Linked DNA regions of Mus musculus: all the other regions are linked to region 1. A link is a contact called in public promoter capture Hi-C data. All regions are on one chromosome and are shown on one strand. Each heading gives the region's core, a stretch centred on a gene start, on an enhancer-like site or on the middle of the called end of the contact. The rest is flanking DNA. Distances are from core to core; before and after follow the strand shown. Region 1 holds the start of Tm4sf5 (transmembrane 4 superfamily member 5). Region 2 holds the start of Dhx33 (DEAH (Asp-Glu-Ala-His) box polypeptide 33). Region 3 holds the start of Asgr2 (asialoglycoprotein receptor 2). Region 4 holds the start of Clec10a (C-type lectin domain family 10, member A). Region 5 has its middle 23 kb from the start of Scimp.

Region 1 (2,776 bases), core at 179-2,678:
AAAAGGAGGCAGAGTAGAAAACAGGATGTCAGAGGGCAAGGGAAGGGAGTTGCTATGGGAGCGGTATCTCCATTCAGCTAATAACAATGTGGCCAGCAGAGGGGACCAAAGTGCAACTTCTCCCAGAGAAGTTCAACAGCAAGCAAGTTGTGCTAAAGGTGGGAAACCGTGCTAGGTCGATCTCTGTCTTTATCCCATGCTACACTGGGTTAACCAGTCAAAAGTTCCCCCAAATGGTCAGGCATGTATGTGAAAGGTTCAGGCAGGAAGACTTCAAGTTCAGACTGGGTTATAAAATGATTCCCCGCTGGCTTGATATACTATCAGGATGTTGTTTCTAAATAAACAAACAAAAAGTAAAAAAATGAAAAAGAAAGTTCTCTAAATGGAAGAGAGTTGGAAGATGGGGAAAATCTAGATAGAATATTTGTGGTTTTCTTTTCCTCACTTTTTTTTTTTTTCTTTTTCAAGTAAGGGTTTTTCTGTGTAGCCCTGAAACTTCCTCAGTAGACCAGGCTAGCCTCGGAGATTCAATTGCCTCTGTTTCTGGATTGCTGGGACCAAGGGCGTGCACTATCACACCTGGCTCTTCTCTCCCTAGTCTGCAGGAAGACTGGGACATTTACTCTAAAATACCGACAACCTGGGTCCAGAATTGTATTCTGAGCACTTAACTTAGTACAGACTGGGGATCCTAGCAGACAGGCTGAGAAGGAACAGCTATGGAAGAGAGGGAAAGCAAGCATGGAGTTGGCTGGTGGAGTGTCTAATCTGAGATATCAACCTGGGCTGCAGAGGTTGCTCTGGGCACCCACCCTTGCCCGTTATGACACTGCCCTGAAACTTCCCACACAACTAGCCTTTATCCTCATAATGAGGTGTTTTTTTGTTTTTTGTTTTTTGCATATGTTCAGTAGTAGAGGCAAGGAGAGGCACAGAGAACTTACTCCCACCTAGTAGAGAAGTCCTTCCTTTCCCACATTCCTCAGACACTCAACTCAGGACCCTATGGCTCCTCCAGGACCCTCTACAGAATGGTCACTATATGTGAGCTGATGGACAGACCCCTAATCCCCATCAGACCCTTGCCATTTCATCCAGAGCCAAACGAGTCCTTTCCCCTCTTTTCTTCTCGGTTCCATCCCTGGTCCCTTAGCTCGGTACCCAGGTCCCTGGCTAGCGCTCCAGCATTCTCACCATCAGGCCCCCTCCAATGAAGCCACCCATGAGCCAAACTTGCAAGCTGAGGTTGCCGTCCGTCCAGGTGGTCTTCCCATCAGGTACCAGCAGGAGGGCGTTGGCCACGATGCAGACCAGGGAGAGAGGGATGAGGGAGAGCCCCAGGCAGCGCGCACACTTTCCAGTACACATGTCTGAGGCTTCCAAACAGGCAGGAGCGGAGTGAACGTGAGCAGGGAAGGAAGTGCCAGGCTCCGGAGTTAAACAGGTGGGAGGCTTGGAGCAAAGGTCTGAGGAGAGGAGTGGCTGGTAGACTCGCAATGATAAGAGAGAGGCCCTGAGGAAGTGGAGGGGCTGCAGCTGGAGAGGTGAAGAGAGGGGTGTGGCAGTAGGCGCTGCGGGAGCTGATTGTACAAGGGAAGGTGACTGGGGTCAGCGTCTTCCTCCTTGGTCTGTGTACACCTTTGTACAGCCCCTCCTTGTCTACTTGAAGACTCAACTGAACCCATCACCCCTGGAAGTCTCAGTTGTTACCATCTGTGGAAAAGGTTGGCTGAAGCCACTTGCCCAGAGAGCTGTTGTAAGGATTCGATGGGTTAGAAAGCCTTGTCAATGAGGAAGTGTGGGACAGATGTACGGTGGCCCCATGATTTCTGTCCCACAGGGAGAGGTCTTTTTCTGTAAAGAAAGTAAAAAGACTACAGTGGAGTCAGGCAGGGCTCACCCCAGTAACTGAGCTATTCAGAAAAAGTGTGTTTGAGATCCACCTGGGTGTACTAGATGGTTTTGTGTGTTACATTGACACAAGTTAGAGACATCACAGAGAAAGGAGTTGAGAAAAGACCTCCATGAGATCCATTGTCTCAATTAGTGATCGTGGGGCAGGGCCCAGCTGTTGGTGGGTTGTGCCGCCTCTGGGCTGATGATCCCAGGTTCTATTTAAAAAAAAAAAAAAAAAAGCAGTGGGCAGTGGTGGCTCAGGCCTTTAATCCCAGCACTTGGAATGCAGAGGCAGGCGGATTTCTGAGTTTGAGGCCAGCCTGGTCTACAGAGTGAGTTCCAGGACATCTAGGGCTACACAGAGAAACCCTGTCTCGAAAAGCAGGCTGAGCAAGCCATGAGAAGCAAGCCAGTAAGCATCCCTGTGGCCTGTGTATAAGCTTCTGCTTCCAGGTTCCAGCCCTGCTTGAGTTTCAGTCCTGATTCCCCCAATGGTGGACTATGATCTGGAAGTGTAAGTTGAACAAACCCTTTTCTCCATGTTGAGGCCTGCTCCTTTTAACATAACTGCAGCCATTTTGTATTCAGTCTCCATTTTGCCTTTTTTTTTGTTTTTTTGTTTTTTTGTTTTTTTTTTTTCGAGACAGGGTTCTCTGTATAGCCCCGGCTGTCCTGGAACTCACTTTGTAGACCAGCCTGGCCTTGAACTCAGAGATTCACCTGCCTCTGCCTCCTGAGTGCTGGGATTAAAGGTATGTGCCACCACTGCCCAGCTCTTAAATTTTGTTTCTGCGCGCCCTTTTCTGTTTCTCAGAGTGGACTCTGTCTCTGGTGATACAGTGATGGCTATATGAGCCAAGATGGTCCCATTTTCTTT
Region 2 (2,776 bases), core at 80-2,579, 500 kb before region 1:
GTTTTTTTTTTTTTTTTTTTTTACAAAACAAACAAAAAAAAAACAGGTCTGCATACCAAATTTGATGGATAGCCTTCACATGAGTTGAGAATTATAGAACGCCACATTCTGTATAAGAAACACAATCCGGGGGCTGGTGAGATGGCTCAGTGGGTAAGAGCACCCGACTGCTCTTCCAAAGGTTGGAAGTTCAAATCCCAGCAACCACATGGTGGCTCACAACCATCCAACCAATAAGATCTGACTCCCTCTTCTGGAGTGTCTGAGGACAGCTACAGTGTACTTACATATAATAAATAAATAAATAAATCTTTAAAAAAAAAAAAAAAAGAAACACAATCGGGGACAGCGAGGGCACTGAGAACCCTACGGGTTCCAAACACATGGAGGCTCAACTGGCTGTAACTCCAATTCCAGGGAATCCAACACCCTCTTCTGACCTCCATGTGAGCATTGCAAGCAAGTAGTGCAGGAACATACTCCCAAACAAAACGCCCACACCCTCCAAAGATGAAAAAGCAAAGGTAACCACCCATTCACTCTGTGCCTGTCTTTCTGTGTTGAATTAGCAAAGCATCTAAGAGCTTGTAATTGAACAGGAAGGAAGAACTGGTTATGTACAAGTTTTCTGCAGGAGTAGTGAATACTCGCACTGATTAAGGTGTATACAATAGGGCTGAAAAGCTGTGTAAAGATTGAAAATCTAGTAGGAATGACTGGGAGGTGAGTTAAGGCAATTTTAGTTCCACTCATTTTCTTTTTTATTTCTGCTTGTATTTTTTGAGCCTATCACTTTGTGGGGAAATTACATGATATCAGAATCATAGAATTCACCTTTCCGTAACTGAAGATACTCACTAGTAGCATTTTCAAAATTCTTTGCAGCATCCGAAATGACTTTAGTCTCAGAAAATTTCACTTTCTACATTTATAAATCGGAGCTACCAGTGGGTACCTTAAAACGTACATTGTTTAGAAGAGTAAATGTTTGTGTTCCTCGTTAGATTTACAGAAATAAGTAATTGCCTTAAAACGTGACTATTGTTGGAGCCCGAGATGGGACAGTCATTTTTATTGGATAGAAATGAGAGTTTAGGACAACGTCATTACGCAACAAGACCCTAGGGAACCACACAGCTATCGTCCCCTGTTGTTACTCGGGCCGTTTTTTCGGTCGCACCTCCGACCTTGCTCTCACAGGATGTAAATGCACAGCGCATGCTGGGAATTGCAGTTCCTTTCCTCAAGGCAGGAGGCGGCTGTGAGGTCATCGGTGGTCGCCCAGCACGCCTGCACGTGGCGAGAAAGGGGCGGTGCGCGCTTGCTGTCCCCAGCCGAGCGGAACTGTCTGCGTCCCTGCCTCCGGCCGCGGTCCTCCCGACATGCCGGAGGAGGCGAGCCTCCCGCCCGCTAAGAGATTCCGGCCGGGCTCCTGCCCTCCCGGGAGACGAGTAGTGATGCTGTTGACGGCTGGCGGCGGCGGCGGAGCTGGAGGAGGCCGGAGGCAGACGCCGCCGCTGGCCCAGCCTTCGGCCAGTCCCTACCGCGAGGCCCTGGAGCTGCAGCGCCGGAGTCTGCCCATCTTCCGGGCGCGGGGGCAGCTATTGGCTCAGCTCCGAAACCTGGACAACGCGGTCCTCATCGGTGAGTGGCGGCTTTGGTGGATCTTCCTTGCTCTAGATCCCTGGCTCTGTGCACGAGGGCGGGGTTTCTTAGGGGCTTCTCACTTTCTTTGCGTTGGTTTCTTCCACAAACTTGAAAGGGTTTCAGTGCCCGGTGTGGACAGGGACCTCTGGAAAGAGGCGGACAGAGTTACCCTGCCGGCGCTGACCGCGCTCTGTGAGTTTGAGGATATTCGCCTTCCGTGACGAGGCGTGGGGAGCATATCGGAGGCTCTCAGAGAGCTTTGCAGGATGGGCCTCACCAAGGCTTTTGAGGAGGCAGCTGCGGAGCGGGTCCCTGGGGACCGGCATTCTAAGCGAGGACGGAGAGACTGGCGCCAGAAAGAATTCAGTTGGCGAGAACCAATTTCTTGTGTACGAGAAGAACTTGGCAGTGTTCGAAGGCAGGGACTGACTTCTAGTGGCTTTGCTACAGTATTGACGATAGAGGAGTTCCCGAAGGAATGTCATAAGCGAGAAAGAGACTGGAGTACTGGCAGTCAGTGGAATAGAGTGCTAAGGAGGGAAGTTCCATAACAATATGTAGACATGGTGGGGCGTGGGAGTGCACGTTGGATATGTAGTATTGATTGCAACTCCCACTAAGAATTTTTTCAAAATAACTTTAAGAACAGATCTGGCGTTGGACTGAGGAGTAATTAGGAGGTGAAAGAATGAAGGCAGTGGAAACAGGTTTCTGCTTTGGCCAACCAAGGGAAGCTGAGGCACTTGTAAATAGTCACAGATTTTGGCGAACTGAGCAGAGAGGACACTGAAGATAGATAGAACTAATGGATCAAAGTTTAGGAAATTTCAGAGATGGGGGCGCAGTGCCGGGCATCAGGAGTTATGGAGAGCCCACCTGGCACAGGAGAAAGGCTGTCTCTTTTGAAGTCACATTTGAGAAGATCCAAGAGTTCTGAGGAAAACAAAAGTTCCAGAGCCTCAAGTAGGCTTTTGGGGAGATGGAGACGGAAGACAGGCTGCAAAAACAGGAACAAGATGGACTGTAAAGCTGATGCCCAGGTGAATTTTGTCCCTCTGTTTGTATGGCTGGCATATTCTATTTTAGCAATAGTCAGTTGCCCTGGAATAGGAGTGGGAAAGATGCACAA
Region 3 (2,776 bases), core at 194-2,693, 410 kb after region 1:
CACACTGGGTAGCCTGCCCAGGGCAGGATCTCTCTTACCCTAAAACCTTTTTGCAATTATGTGGGGCCTGTGTTCAAAATGTGCAAGAAGATTCAGGCAGGATACAAATGGAAATCACCCAGGATCTCTGTGCTCATTCACACACTCAGCTCATCGCCTTAACACAGTCTGTGGCTCTGCATTCATCCTAGATACAGACATGTACATACATGCACGCACATGCACACATGTACACGCATATATACACATGCACAGTGCAGTCTCGGGGGAGGCTCATCCTCTCAGATACCCCCTCACTTCTAAGCATACACACTTTTCTTGGGACCCTGCACTCAGAGGTATCAGCAGCTCACATGTAGGTCACTGTGTTGGCTAGTTTTATGTCAACTTGACACAAGCTAGTGTCATCAGAGAGGAGGAGGCCTCAAGTTAGGAAATGCCTCCATAGTATTTGGCTGTAACCAAGCCTGTAGGGCATTTTCTTATGAGGTGATTAGTGGGGAAAGGCCCAGCCCATTGTGGGTGGTGCTCTCTCTGGGCTAGTGGTCCTGGGTTCTATAATAAAACAGGCTGAGCCAGCTATGAGGAGCAAGCCAGTAAGCAGCACCCCTCCATAACCTCTGTATCAGCTCCTGCCCCCAGGATCCTGCCCTGTGTGAGTTCCTGTCCTGGATCCCTTTGATGATGAACTTCGATGATGACGAAGCATAAGGCAAATAAGCCCTTTCCTCTTCAAGTCACTTTGCTCATCGCAGCAGTAATAACCCTGAGTAGGACAGACTCGGGAGCACACTGGTCACTGAGTCAGGATGAGAGAGTCCTCACAGAAAAAGAGAGAGGAACTGGCAGCTGAGGCAAGGATCCCAGAGAGGCCCCAGAAACTGGACACTTGCCTTTCCAGTGTGGATTTTCTATCCTAGGATCCTGCACATGAGAGCCATGTTCATCATCGCCACTGAGCTGATGGTCATTCTCCTCAGAGTCCAGCTGCTGGATGTCTTGACAGTCCTTCTCCATGATGGCCCTAAGGGCTGGAGACAGATCTGAGACTGAGCTGAGATTTCCTTAGAGATGGAACTTGGGTTTGTGCTAAGACTGGAATCCCTGTGGAAGGACCGAGGGGACGTGGGTAGCTGACAGGGAAAGACTTGAAATACTGCAGGCTCCTTCCTTCCCAAGAGGTGACCTGGCTCTGCAGCCTTCCTTCCATATTCTCATGGACCAGACTATATGCTCTCATCCCTCCACCCAGAGTCCCTGAACCCAGTACCACCTGCCTCCCACTACCTCAGTTACCTGTTAAAGGTATAGAGAGCTGACTCTGGCTTTCGGAGACAGCCTGAGCCCAAAGAGAAAGAGGGGCTAAACCTGGGAGACGGGACAGGTGGTGCTAGTGGAGCTAGGTGAGAGGGAGGAGGGGCCAATCTAGGCAAGAGCTGGGTCCCTGTGCCTGAATGTCCATCTAACCAGTCACCTCCTGCCCCTGGGACTTTGGACAGTAAATAGAAACAGAAACGCAGTTGGAACTCAGGCAGTGAGCAGTGGGGGTGGGGGACATGTTTCTGTTCTCATAACCAGAGAAGGGAGACAGGAGGTCTCCTTGTATGTGCGGTATCCTTGTATGTACACACGTGCACATGTGCACACATGCGCGCGCACACACACACACACAAACACACATCATCTCTCCCTTCATTGCACAATGTCAGAAGGGGAGCAGGGGTGCAGGTGTGGAGGGGCCAGGATCCAGTCTGCTGTTTCCTCTCTATCCCTCCCTCCCTCCCCTGTTTCAGTTCCTGCCTCTTTTATTTTCCAGAACTGTTGATTTCTTCAAATATCTCTGACCAGGAGTAGAGTGACCTAGAGATCAGTTCCCTGTTCTTGCCCAATCTGAGCCTGTGACCCTGGCAACCAGCCACAGCCACAGCTTCCTATACGCTCAGCACCAGGCTCCCGCACTCCAGCGCACTCCAGCCCCACTCAGTCACACTCCTTCAGTCCTCCCCCAGACCCTCCTCATCCCCCAACCCACACACACACCGCTTTATGTTCTCTCCAAAGAAAGAAAGACTATCAAAACAAACAAGCCAAAGACCAATAAGACCAAAAAAAAAAAAAACCCATAAAAACAACAACAATAACAAACACCACAATGACGTTTCTTTTGAGTTGACAAATTACTCCTGGTCCTGGAGTATGGTGGGTATACCCCATGATGCTCCATTGTAGAAAACTGATTTTCTTTTGCCAATGGATTTGAACCACAAATAGTTTCTTGGTTAGGACTGGGACCCATAGTCCACTCCCTCCTTTTAATGGGGAGGGGTCTGATGAAGAGATCCCACTTAGGACCAAGGGAGCACTCCAAGCCTGTCACTCTCTGAACATTGCTCAGCTGTGGCTCTCTACCTCCACACTTCAGTGCAGAAGTTCTTCAAAATATGGAAGTCATAACCCCAGCACCACACTCAGTCCAGGGACACAAACACCCCTCTTCATGCCCTGCGAGTGCTACACAGGATCTACAAAGGCTGGGAAGATGACTCGGTGGGTAAAGGGCTCTTTCACAAGCATGAGGTCTTGCGTTTGTAACCCAGCTCCTGTATATGAACCAGGCACAGCAGCACACACCTATATTGCCAGCACACTGCAGAAGGGACAGAGAAGGGCAGATCCGTGGGACCAGTGTGGCCAAACAATAAACTGGGTTCAGAGAGACTCTGCCAAAAAAAAAAAAAAAAAAAGGAAGGAAGGAAGGAAGGAAGAAAGAAAGAAA
Region 4 (2,776 bases), core at 144-2,643, 340 kb after region 1:
TCTGCTCTCACCTTTACCAGGCTCTTGGGTTTTCTCCTCGATCCTTGAGTTCTGGAGGTTTTCGTATATCATTGTTACACTTGAACAAACACGAGGCCTCTGGGGCTGTCTGGACGGAAACCAAGACACCAGGATCCAGACAGATACGGATCTGGGACCAAGGAGAGTGCTAGAAGCTTTAATGAGGTAAAGCCTGGAACTGAAGTCGGATATGCCATGTTAGAGCAAGAATGAGGCAGCCTGGAGAGGGCTGGGCAGACGGCTCAGTGGTGAAGAGCATTTGTTGTTCTTTCAGAGAACCTGGGTTCAGTTTCCAGGATCGACCTGGCAGCTCATAACCATTCATTATAGCTCACTCTATTTCCAGGAGATCCAATAACCGCTTCTTACCTCTGTGGACAACAGGCACACAGGAGCACACATGTACACACAGGCAAAACTCTCACACACATTAAATAAATAAATGATTAAAATTGAAAAATGAAAGAGGTATATATTTAGCTTGGTGGTAGAGCACTGCCTACAAGGACAAGGACCTGGGTTCAGTCCTCAGCTTTTTTTTGGGGGGGGGGTGGGGGGGAGAGAAAGGAAGGAAGGAGGAAAGGGAAAAAGAAGGAAGGAAGACAGAGGAAATGAAAAAAGCAAATTAAAAACTTTTTTTGAAGGGAGCTAGCTTACAATTGAATTAGAAATGGGGCCAGGATTGGACGTAGTACAGTTCAGTTGAGTTTATAATTTGGAGGTAATATCAAAAGCTGAACTTATTGCTATTGTTAGGTCTGCTATGGGTCAGGTCTTGAGGCTGCGCCCTTCCTGGGATTTACACCTACACTCAGGAGCCAGGGGAGGACCTGGACCCGAGCTTGCAGTGAATCTGGAAGCAGAATAGGGTTCAATTTGATTTTCAATCAGGGCTGATTCAAACGCCCAAACTGGATTTGGGGCTAACACTGAGATTAGAGTAGGGCTAGACTGAGAGGAAGGTTGGCTGCAGTGGATCCCCAACTGGGGCTGCATCTGGGTCTTTGTCTCCCTTGGAATCGAGGCACCCATAATCCAATCAAGGGAAATTAAATCCCACACTCTCCTCTTGTATCTCTTTCCACTTAGGTCATCCAAGCCCAACGTCCTCCCTCTCTGTGAAGCGTCTTGCACGTTCCCTGCCCCACTGGTCTCCCTGGCAACCCTGGCCCAGTTACCAGTGTGAAGTCTTGGCTTCCCTGTGCAGCAGTGACCAGAGGCAGGAACTCAGTCAGAGTTGAGAACTATATCCCGGAGGGTTGGTGTGGGAGGGACAAGCAGAAGCCACAAGCACACAAGACAGAGTCTTGCTGGGTTTTGTGCCCAGTGGTCTGTATTTTGGGACATCCGATTTCAAGTCTTAACCATAAATAATACTGAGCAGATGGTGATTGGTGCACGTGACAAGGCTATGGGGTGGAGTTGGGTTTGGGACTAACTCTGCACTTGTCCTCAAGGGTGTGCCTTCTTCCATTCCTCTTTCTGGGAGCTCTTGTGACTTCCTCATTTTAAGAGTGTTGGGGTGAGGGATTGACCAAAAAGAACAGCTTGCAGTTTTATCTTATGCCCCGCATCTTCATTTACTTCCTGCCTATATATTTCCAAGAATCATCCATATCTCATCATTAACTCTCAAGCACATTCCTAGCACGAGTCCTCATCATCTGACTACGACCAACCAATTAGCTATCGAGGCCTCCTTCACTCTGTTTCAGATGGGCATCATGAGTTGGCAAGTCAAGAGCCTGGGCCCCAGCTCAAGTCCTGAACTGCAGGTTGTTGTTTCTGAGTTCTAGGGGGCTGACTTAGGCCTTGGGGTGCTCAGATTGGAGGGGATTGTTGCTCTGGGATTTGATTGCTAATGCCTGGCACCCACCTGCTTCTGTAATCCTGAGCTCCTAGAAGCACCTGCAGGGGTGAGTGCCGGCTACTGTCACCGATCTCAAGGCTCAGGTGTGGAGACCCTTGGCCCGTGGGGCTTAGCAGCTCCGTGTAACTCTTGCCACGACCATGGCTTGCACGCAGGCCCCTACCTTGGTATTTCGCAGCCTTTCCTGCAATGAGGTTTCCTTTTGTGACCTACACCATCTCTGCCTCCTGCCTCCCTTACCTGGCCACTCTTTGGAATCTCTTAGCTGTCCTCTCTTGCCCCTGCTGTGGCACTGTCTACCCCTCACATCACCAGTGCAGCCTGCCTGACTGTCAGTGAATATCAAGAGCAATCAAGGAGAAGGGCATTGGGTGAAAACTTTAACTGGGCCTACGTTTGCAACATCAGGGGATTCCCACTAGGGTTTCTTCTCGATAACCAGAAGAATGAACCAGAAAGCAGGCATAGCAAAGGTAGTTTTGCCAATCACATGTTCCTTATTGCCAACAGCAGGCTGGATTTGCACCAATCACATGCTGTCTTCTGAGCCACCTGTGGACATGTTCTCCCGCTGATAGGGTGAAATGGCTACAAGGGTTCACTAGGGCTTAAGATGACAAGAAATGTGGCACAAGCTCTTTGAGTCTTGCTTGCCTCCGTTAACTGGAGTTAATAAACAGCTCTGGTCACTATGTGGCTTCTGCTCGTCCTCCCCTCAAGGTAGCCTGAGTACCAGAGAGGTTCATACCTGTCACTATCACTTCAGTAGTTAAGTTGCCATAGCCCTCAACACCTCAGCTCTCTGAAAGATAATCATTCCAAAAGATTGCTACAATGAAAGCCAGTCGCTAACATGAAGCCCTTCCCTAAGTTAACAATTCAGTT
Region 5 (2,776 bases), core at 96-2,595, 280 kb before region 1:
AGACTGCTAGGGATCATAGTCTTGGTGTTTGATTGTGTGGAGCCTCCCAGCTCTCAATCCCTATGTAGGCCACACCTTAAGGATGCCTGTCTCCCTTCTCTCAGGCCCCACCCACCCCTGAACCTCCTAGAAGCCATGACTTGTCTTTATAGCTGAGGGCTCTTGTGATGCGCAGACACTTTGAGTCTGTAAGGTGAGAAAGTGACGCTGCCCCACCCACTCACACCTCAACCCCCAGGATATTTATAGAATGTGGACCAAACCCATCAAAGAGTCAAGTTCTGACACAAGTTTATTTCCTGTGTTTTCAGACACCATTTCTAATGATCAACAGAGGACTCAAGTGGCCTTCTGACTTCTGCCCCCAGCTAGCTTTTCTTTGGCAGTGGGTATGTTGGCTGTGCCAGGAAGAGTAGATTGCCCCAGGAAGTGTCCAGCCAGCACCCTCCAGCAGGGTACTCAAGACGAGAGTTCAGAGCTTAATGCCCCTTCTGTAGCTTTCACTATCACATCTTTAGTGGTCATTCCTTACTTTTCCATCCTATCTTTCCTGGGGTGCTGTTGTTTCCTCTTTCCCTCTCAGCATTGCTGAGTGATGTTGCCAATACCACAGGGCTCAGCATCCCCTTTACCCTAGCAACTTCCCAACCACAGGCTCCAGTTCAACCCCTCTTTTCCAGTTCCAGGTTGCAGAGCCCGCAGGACACCTCCATCTGATTATCCCACGGGATCCTCAAATTCAACATATTCCATGGATAACTGATGACACATCCCCACCCCTGACTTCTCGTGCTAGATTACTTCCTCCCTTGCTAAGGGCAGAAGTTAGGTCCTTTCTTGCATCCTTTATTGCCAGTGTCCCCACCTCCTGTTGACTGTGCCTCAGTCAGATCAGCTCTGTCTCCATCACTCTGAGGTCAGTCAGCCCATGGCCAGCACTTCCCAAAGAGAACTTTAAGAACCTCTAACCAGTGTCCTGCCTCTGGTATTTCAGACTCCAAAACACTGATTGGCAGCTGGTGATTTTTGAAAGTGAGCAACCGAATACTTCTTCCCATTGCTAAAAGCTCATCTTTACCTATTAGCCTCAGACAGAGGCCAAACTCTTAAATATGGCTTACAAGATTTGTCAGGATTTTATTACTGGCTAACTTTTCACACACTACCTCCTCCTGGCAACCTCCATGTTCCCCAGTGTTTTTCCTCTACTTGTAAGTACCTTTGCTGTGGTCTCTCTTGTCCCTGCTATACGCAATATTCCTCCCCTCCTTTGCATCTTAGGCACTGTGCTTTCCTCACCGGCCCGATGTGGTGGTGGCCTTTGTAGGTGCTTCCCCTTCATAACTCTTATATCCGGAACGATCTGCTCATGTGACTTTCATTTCCAGTTGAACAAAGGCAACACCAGTGCAGAGACAGGCCTTCTCTTCTTCCTTGTTTTCCCTGTTCCTAGCATGCTGAGGATGGTCAGTAAGTATGCTCAATGATCGAATGAATGAATGGATGAATGAATGAATGAATTCCAGGCCCTAAACTTTCTGTTCTCCCTATACTGGGAGGCCCATGTGTTGATATGTGTTGTCCAGCTAGTGGTTCTATTTTGGGAGGGCCTAGAAACATTAAAAGGTGAGGTCTAACAGGAGGAAGTCGGTAGCCAGGGTGTGTCAAGGGCTGTGTCCTGCCCTGGGGGTTCTCTTGTCTGTTTCTCTCTTTCCTTCTGCTTCCTAGCTACCCTGTGCTGAAGAAACTTCTCCTATGCACTCAGACGGCCTCCGTGTTCTGCCTCACAACGGGCCCAGAAACACAAGCCAGGTAGCCATGAACTGAACTCACTGGAACCACAAGCTGAGATAGACCCTTTCTCAAGCTGTTCTCTCAAATGAGTCCGGGTTGCAGCCATGTGAATATGAGGCTCCTTAAGGGAGAGCTTCTATTTTCCCAGTGTCCATAATAAGCCCCCGCACACAGAAGGCACTTAATAAATATATTTTTGAATGCCAAACACACAGGGAAATATAACAACCAGTTTATTTGCCAGCAAAAAAGTAGAATAAAAGTTTTTGGACATTTATAAATTTGTTGTGAGTTGAGCTAGGCTCATGTACTAAGACTGTGCTTTCTACTGCCAATCTGTGTGACAACATTAACCATATCAAGACGTCATAGGACCTTAGTGTATATTCTAGTCACACAGCAGAGCCCAAGCCAAGTGACCAGCTACATAGTCACTGATTTAAAAGAGTCCAGAAATAAGAAGGTAGGGCCCATCCTGAGCTCACTCCCTGGATAACTATGGTAACCACAATAGTGCTGACATATCATTTTGAAACAGATCATGGATGGCTGCCTCAACAGTTTTGAAAACTCATGCCTCAAATCACAGAACCATAGTTTTCTCCTTTTTAAAAATTATATCTATTTTGTATGTATGGATGTTTTGCCTGCATGCATACCATATGTGTGCAGTGTCTTCAGAAGACAGCGTTAGGTCCCCTGGGACTGGAGCTACAGACAGCTGTGGACCTCCATGTGGCTGGTGGGGATTGAACTCGGAACCTCTGGAAGTCAGTGCTCATAACTGCTGAGTCATCTCTCCAGTACCTCCATGGTGCGCCCTTGGTAATAGTTGCAGTCTGGTCTTCTTTATGAAACAAACAAAATTAAGGGACTGGGGAGATGGCTCCATGGTTAAGAGTTCTTCCTATTCTTCTATAGCTCTTTGGCTTTGTAGGATATACTGGTCTTTCAGGCAGCTACTGGTGTCTGTACAATTCTG

What was found. Promoter capture Hi-C pulls out the DNA fragments that hold promoters and counts their contacts. Capture Hi-C pulls out chosen DNA fragments and counts their contacts.
Region 2: a contact with region 1 is called in a promoter capture Hi-C map of adipose tissue. The contact joins the promoter of Dhx33 here to the promoter of Tm4sf5 in region 1. A contact is called at or near these places in 3 of 39 promoter capture datasets (the C10 cell line, liver and pre-B cells) and 2 of 9 other capture datasets (adipose tissue and pancreatic islet).
Region 3: a contact with region 1 is called in a promoter capture Hi-C map of liver. The contact joins the promoter of Asgr2 here to the promoter of Tm4sf5 in region 1. A contact is called at or near these places in 2 of 39 promoter capture datasets (cranial neural crest and maxillary cranial neural crest) and 3 of 9 other capture datasets (adipose tissue, liver and pancreatic islet).
Region 4: a contact with region 1 is called in a promoter capture Hi-C map of neural stem cells. The contact joins the promoter of Clec10a here to the promoter of Tm4sf5 in region 1. A contact is called at or near these places in 2 of 39 promoter capture datasets (hippocampal neurons and neural stem cells).
Region 5: a contact with region 1 is called in a promoter capture Hi-C map of macrophages, with 5 read pairs. The contact joins the enhancer-like site here to the promoter of Tm4sf5 in region 1. A contact is called at or near these places in 11 of 39 promoter capture datasets (the C10 cell line, cranial neural crest, embryonic stem cells and 8 more), 1 of 15 datasets of contacts at CTCF or cohesin (large pre-B cells), 2 of 115 datasets of contacts at active chromatin or transcription factors (memory CD8 T cells and regulatory T cells) and 3 of 9 other capture datasets (adipose tissue, embryonic stem cells and liver).

The regions. Positions count from the first base shown.
Region 1 is chr11:70,503,926-70,506,701 of GRCm38.p6, reverse strand. It overlaps Tm4sf5 (transmembrane 4 superfamily member 5), which reads right to left and starts at 1,428. Exons shown (of 5, transcript NM_029360.3): 1 at 1,198-1,428. The coding sequence starts at 1,371.
Region 2 is chr11:71,002,985-71,005,760 of GRCm38.p6, reverse strand. Dhx33 (DEAH (Asp-Glu-Ala-His) box polypeptide 33) reads left to right here and starts at 1,329. Exons shown (of 12, transcript NM_178367.4): 1 at 1,329-1,644. The coding sequence starts at 1,383.
Region 3 is chr11:70,091,311-70,094,086 of GRCm38.p6, reverse strand. Asgr2 (asialoglycoprotein receptor 2) reads right to left here and starts at 1,443. Exons shown (of 9, transcript NM_007493.3): 1 at 1,297-1,443; 2 at 894-1,031. The coding sequence starts at 1,017.
Region 4 is chr11:70,165,240-70,168,015 of GRCm38.p6, reverse strand. It overlaps Clec10a (C-type lectin domain family 10, member A), which reads right to left and starts at 1,393. Exons shown (of 10, transcript NM_010796.3): 1 at 1,200-1,393; 2 at 12-199. The coding sequence starts at 72.
Region 5 is chr11:70,788,055-70,790,830 of GRCm38.p6, reverse strand. No RefSeq gene overlaps it. Among named protein-coding and RNA genes, the nearest start is that of Scimp, 23 kb to the left of the region's middle. Within about 2 kb of position 1,345, at least 82 of the 459 cell types and tissues checked have an H3K27ac peak or open chromatin away from gene starts, as enhancers often do. A contact at or near this core is called in hematopoietic stem and progenitor cells, macrophages, memory CD8 T cells and 1 more, where this site is marked.